Regions from separate parts of the Mus musculus genome. Here region 1 is linked to region 2. Evidence: chromatin contacts called from public promoter capture Hi-C data. All regions are on one chromosome and are shown on one strand. Each heading gives the region's core, a stretch centred on a gene start, on an enhancer-like site or on the middle of the called end of the contact. The rest is flanking DNA. Distances are from core to core; before and after follow the strand shown.

Region 1 (2,929 bases), core at 137-2,636, 280 kb after region 2:
AACAGTTAAAGATTAAGGCTGAATAATACTGGGACAGGGGCCAAATATCGGTGGTCAAGCACCTGGGCCCCGGCTCAGGGCCAAGAACAGATGGCTCTCAGACGTCAGTGTTAGCAGAACTAGCTTCACTGATTTAGAAAAATAGAGGTGCACAGTGCTCTGGCCACTCCTTGAACCTGTGTGTCTGCCAATGTTCTGACCAGGTGTGTGCCCATTGTTGAACCTTCATTAGACCCTTTCCTCGTACCCCTCCCATACCCATTTCTTGAAAATAGACATTGTTTAGAACTAAAAAGTCCCACCTCAGTTTCCCCAAATGACCGAGAAATACCCCAAGCCTTATTCGAACTAACCAACCAGCTCGCTTCTCGCTTCTGTAACCGCGCTTTTTGCTCCCCAGCCCCAGCCCTATAAAAAGGGTAAAAACTCCACACTCGGCGCGCCAGTCCTCCGATAGACTGCGTCGCCCGGGTACCCGTGCTCCCAATAAAGCCTCTTGCTGTTTGCATCCGAATCGTGGTCTCGCTGGTCCTTGAGAGGGTCTCCTCAGATTGATTGACTACCCACGTCGGGGGTCTTTCACCACCACAATACAGGATTGTGTTCCCTACCCCAGAACCCACAAGTTGAAGTCCTTAGTCACAAGACATCAGAATGTAACCTAGTTTAGAGACAAGGTCTTTAAGGGGGCAATTGTAAAACTAAAATGAAGTCCATTGGGTGGCTCTTATCACGGCTGCCTTCTCCCCACAATAAAAGAAGGGGACATGCAGACACATGGACTGGCATGTTCAGAAGGTAGAGGCTCTTAAGAGACACAGAGAGATGTCAGCCTCAGCAGCAGGGACACATCCCTCCCTCACAGTCCACACTCTCTGGTACTTTCAGCTTCTAGAACTCAGAGGCACTACGGGTCTGTTGCACAGGTCATGCAGTTAGTGGCAATGTCATATTAGGCCTAACAAACAATTCCAAGTTGCGGCTTGGAAAGGAGGTAAGTCACCCCACAGGGCCCGTCCTTTTGTGCAGGAACACAGGTCCCAAGCTTTTTGTTTTGCTTTGTTTTTTTCTCTGGGGTGTGGTCTTCTCTCAGAGTGGGGCATCAGAGCCCTGAAGTAGCTGCAACCCAGAACAAGCTGCAGTGTAATCAGAGAAGGCTCTGTTCTTACCACAATTCACCCTCCTACTGCCACGTAGGGCACCGCTGCCAATTTTCTTCCCTGGTGTCCCAAGGACAAAGCACCTGCTTCTCAGGGGGTCGGAGGATCTGATTCCCTGCAGTTACTTCCTTATTTATGAGACAAAGCACCATGTGTGACTTGGCCTCCTTCAAGCCCATTAGACGGGAGAAGGAAAAGTTGAATTCAAATGCACTGATATGCAAATACAGGTTCAAAGCAAGGTCTCTGGGGAAAGCCTGCTTCCCAGCATGTATCTGGCTACACCACACCTTTAAAGCACAGATTAGCCTTAGGTTCCCCGTTTCACATCCAATAAAAGCAAAGTTCTAGGAACGAAGTGAAACTTGGTGTCAAGGTGAGAAACAACTCTCACCCCAAAGAAATAAAAAAGATGGTTTTATTTTGGAGCCAAATAGGAGTGACCATAGCCTGAGAACGAAGACTTGGGTGTCCCCAAATGGCATGTTCTATCTATAGTTATCTGTGGGACTGAAGAAGGCAGTCTGGTCTATGTTTTGGTCGGGAGAGGCTTACTCTGGAAACCCAGTAGAAAACCCTACAAGGGACAGAACAGTGAGCTACGCCCCTAAACTCACCTGACACCAGGAGTCCTCAACTCCACCATTCTGTGACTATCAGTCCAGAATCCACCCTCACATTTACCTGACAATAGCCAGGTATGCTCCTCCCCACAGTTACCCTGCAACAGCAAGGTAGCCCCCCCCCCCCCACTATAAAAGGGACCCTTCCTCCCTCTCTTGCTTCTTCTTGTCTCTTCTCTCTCTTACCTCTTGCCCTCCTTCTTTCCCTCTCTTCTCTCCTATCTCCATGTGGTCATAGCCAGACTCTACTTCCCTACCTTTTCTCTCTCTCTGCTTTTCTACAATAAACCTGTACAATAAACCACGGACCATCTCTGCTCATCAAGGCCAGCCATGCTAGAACAATGGAATAGGCCTTGCCCTAGCTGCCCACTGAGCTAGCAGCCTGAGATAGCCAGACTCTCACCCACATTGGAACCATCCAGTGCCTTCTCCCCTTACCCCTTTTCCCTTCGACCCTGGGACAGACTGAGCCACTCCTGGGGGGCCCCACCAGTTCTCAGCTCTTCCGCAGTATCCAGCAATGTCCTGAAATGCCCAAGAGCTAGAATCTGTTGTCCCTGGCTTCCATGAGGCCCAGGGACCCTCTCCACCCCCGCCCCCTCTCAGACTGGGGTTCCGTGACTTCCCACAGCCAGATGAGACGTGGAGAGCGTGCGGCAGTCCCCTGTGTCTGCCCACCCAGAGCCCCGGAGCTCTGGCAGGACACAGGTCATCTCTCCCACCCCCTTTATTTCCACAGTCCTTTGCTTTTTCTGTTTGAAAAACATCTGGACGGCTGGGGAGACAGACAGCTCAGTGAGTAAACTGCCTATCACTAAATCATGAGAACCCCAGTTTGAGTCCTCATACACATCTAAAAAGTAGAAGCAGACAGATCTTCAAGTAGGTACAGGGGAGGGGGGTTGTAGCATTTAGGTCCACAAGGTATCAGAGATAACCACTATACATATATACTATACAAGCCAACTTTAGTGAAGCAGTCTTTTCTCAAAGGGCAACAGAGCACATAGCAAGTTTCAGGTCATTGGACGATCTGGGACTTTCAATTCTTTCCACCCACTTTGACATCATCGCTCCCATGAGCTCAGCTCTCCAGTTGCATGCTGGGTTATAGGGGTGAAGCAGAGTCAGAGAACAAATGTG
Region 2 (2,898 bases), core at 318-2,817:
TGAATGAGTCCGATGCAGATATTTACACCCAATCAATGCACAGAAGCTGGTGACCCCTGTGGTTAAATTAGGGAAAAGCTAGAAGAAGCTGAGGAGGAGGGCAACCCTATAAGAACAGCAGTCTCAACTAACCTGGACCTTCGAGACCACTCAGACACTGAGCCACCAACCAGGCAGCACACACCAGCTGATATGAGGTCCCTAACACATATACAGCAGAAGAGTGCTGGGTCTGGACTCAGTCAGAGAAGATGCACCTAACCCTCTAGATACTTGGGGCCCCAGGGAGTGAGGAAGTCTGGTGGGGTGGGGGGTAGGGATAGGGGTGGGGACATCCTCTTGGAGAGGGGGTGGGGAGGAGGAGGTGAGGGAATGTACCAGGAGGGAGATGAAGTCTGGACTGTAAAAAAAGATTAAAGAATGTATTTTTAAAAAAGAAAAAGAAAACACAGGAAAAAAAAGAAAGAGAGGGAGAGAGGCACACAAAATGAATAAGCAAAATGACAGCAAACGTTTAAAAAAAAATGAAATGCACAGTCTAAAAAAGTCCTCCTGACATACGGAGCTGCAGAGACTTACTCTCCTGCTGCCTTCGGAAGGATTCTCTGTCATCCTGTAGTATAGCTGCAATGCTGCTTTCCCGCATCTTAAAACAGAACAAGGGGCTTTCCTGCCCCAGCTCTTGCATCCAGTACCCTCTGCCTGAAAAGTGTCCCGTGAAAATCCTGTGTCATGATCCATTCTGTGACAAGTCTCTGTTTAAGCAGAAGAGTGCGGGGTCTTCTTGGGAAGGAGAGCCAGGAAGAGCCTTTGTATTTGGGGTTCCCATGTGGGATGAAGTATTACTGCACATGAGATGGGTTGCGAGCATCCTATCAACTCTAAAATCCTACCTTTGTCAACCCCCTAGAGTAAGCAGCAATAACTTACATTTATTGAGTAATCGGTTGTTATGTCTTAGGGATTATGCTAAACACCTAGGAGGTATTAAGCCATCTAATCAAAGCAAGCTTTGATGTAATGAATGTGAGGCTCTGCTCACATCTATCTAGTTCAGAGAGGTAAGTTTATCTTAACAGCACTTTACCATCTGGGGCTGGGTTTGAACTGATACCTCCTGAGAAGAGGGGCAGAGTAAAGCTGAGACTTTAAAGATACTTGGGCAGGATTTTTATCAAAGCTCAGAAGTAGAGGTAAGCAGGCCATTCATTGCCAGGCATTTGGGTGAACAGAGAGAGAGAGGGAGGGAGGAGAGGGAGAGGGAGAATAATTTTACACACACACATACACACACACCTGAGCATAAGTAGCAAACATGTCAAGTGTCAAGGTTGTTGGTCAGGAGTATTCTGAAGCTGTTGTTTGTGTACCAGCAGAGGCTAAAGTGCTGTCTTCTCTTGGAGAGAGAGGTTCTGGTCAGTTTGCTCTGGAGTCTGGAAGTAAGCAGTTGGAGTGCCTGTTGACAACCCAAGAGCCTTATTAGTCCAGTCACCTCCGTGGAACTTTGGAGCAGGAGTAGGGGGTGGGAAAGGAAGCAGATAAAAGCAAGTGAAAAAAAGGAGGAGGGGCAGGCTCTGACCCAGTCAGCCCTGTGCTCTCTTCCTGCCTAGCCTGGGCCAGTCTTCGGGAGCCCAATGGCTAACTATGAATTTAGCCAGGTGTCTGGGGACAGACCTGGCTGCCGCCTCTCTAGGAAAGCCCAGATCGGTCTCGGAGTGGGTCTCCTGGTCCTGATCGCCTTGGTAGTAGGGATCGTGGTCATACTTCTGAGGCCGCGCTCACTCCTGGTGTGGACTGGAGAGCCTACCACGAAGCACTTTTCTGACATCTTCCTGGGACGCTGCCTCATCTACACTCAGATCCTCCGGCCGGAGATGAGGTGAGTTGGCTTCTGAGGCTCACTCTAGGCACAGTGCGCAGCGGGACACCGGGGAAGCAGGCTGTGACTCAGCTGGAGCTCTCGCGGCGGGGGGGAATCTTCCAGATTGTCCCAAACAAAGAATCTTGTGTTGTGGATCAGCTGGAAGCCGAAGGGCAGTGCTGAGCGGAAGGTCTCCTGTTCAAGTTACCAGAACACCGCCTGCACAATGCCTCCTCCGTTTTGGCAGTGTCTGTGATGGGGGCGCCGATCCTTGCTGAGCTCTGCAAAGATGCTCGCTTCCCACAGAGGGTCCTGAACTCTGAAGGAACCCTTAGGGCTATCTTTGGCCACAGCCATGCTTCTGGGACAAAGATTACTCTCAGGCACAGGAACTTCACATTGTCTTTTGGCTTGTGGTTTCCATCAGACACCGCCCCTGCCCAGAAAGTTAAGGTCACAGGCGACATTTAACTAGGTGGCTTGCTCAGCTTGCTGTGGGGGTGGAAGGGGCCAGGAGGATTTTTGTGAATTCAAGGTTAACAAGGGCTGCACAGCAACATTGTAAATTCCAGGACAAGCTTGGGTTACAAAGAGAGACCTGACTCAAAATAAGTTAATTAATTTTAATTAATTACAACACAAAGAAAACAAAAAACAAGCCCAAACAGCATCCTGGTCTTTTTTTTTTTTTGCACCTGATCATTAATAAAAACAAAACAAGACAGACTGTCAAAACTGAAATATTACTCATCAGGTAAGCGAAATCCACTTGGTGATCCTGTGTAGACCCTTGGGAACATCATCTTCATTGGTCAATAGAGTCAGCCCATAGAACCCCTTCCACCCACTACCTGCCCCAGAGGGAATGATTTATGTTGCTTCTCCCTGGCATCATTTTAACGTAGAACTGATTTCTGAAGTCAAACAGAAAGCCCAGCAGGCTGGGAAGGCACACGCAGAAACCCAACTTCACATTCTGTCTTCAGATGCACACACTTCCCGGGTGCTCGAATGCTCAGTGGTTTGGGTCCTGGTCT

Evidence for each region. Promoter capture Hi-C pulls out the DNA fragments that hold promoters and counts their contacts.
Region 1: a promoter capture Hi-C map of embryonic stem cells shows a contact between it and region 2, with 2.9 times the contacts expected there. The contact joins the enhancer-like site here to the promoter of Cd38 in region 2. A contact is called at or near these places in 8 of 39 promoter capture datasets (the 3T3-L1 cell line, cranial neural crest, embryonic stem cells and 5 more), 1 of 15 datasets of contacts at CTCF or cohesin (the NIH/3T3 cell line), 1 of 484 Hi-C or Micro-C datasets (cortical neurons), 2 of 115 datasets of contacts at active chromatin or transcription factors (embryonic stem cells and pancreatic cancer cells) and 1 of 9 other capture datasets (embryonic stem cells).

Annotation. Positions count from the first base shown.
Region 1 is chr5:44,142,760-44,145,688 of GRCm38.p6, forward strand. Gm42427 (MLV-related proviral Env polyprotein-like) reads left to right here. Exons shown (of 1, transcript XM_030254993.1): 1 at 1-582. Among named protein-coding and RNA genes, the nearest start is that of Gm42427, 3.6 kb to the left of the region's middle. Within about 2 kb of position 1,387, at least 16 of the 459 cell types and tissues checked have an H3K27ac peak or open chromatin away from gene starts, as enhancers often do. A contact at or near this core is called in embryonic stem cells, where this site is marked.
Region 2 is chr5:43,867,242-43,870,139 of GRCm38.p6, forward strand. Cd38 (CD38 antigen) reads left to right here and starts at 1,568. Exons shown (of 8, transcript NM_007646.5): 1 at 1,568-1,879. The coding sequence starts at 1,635.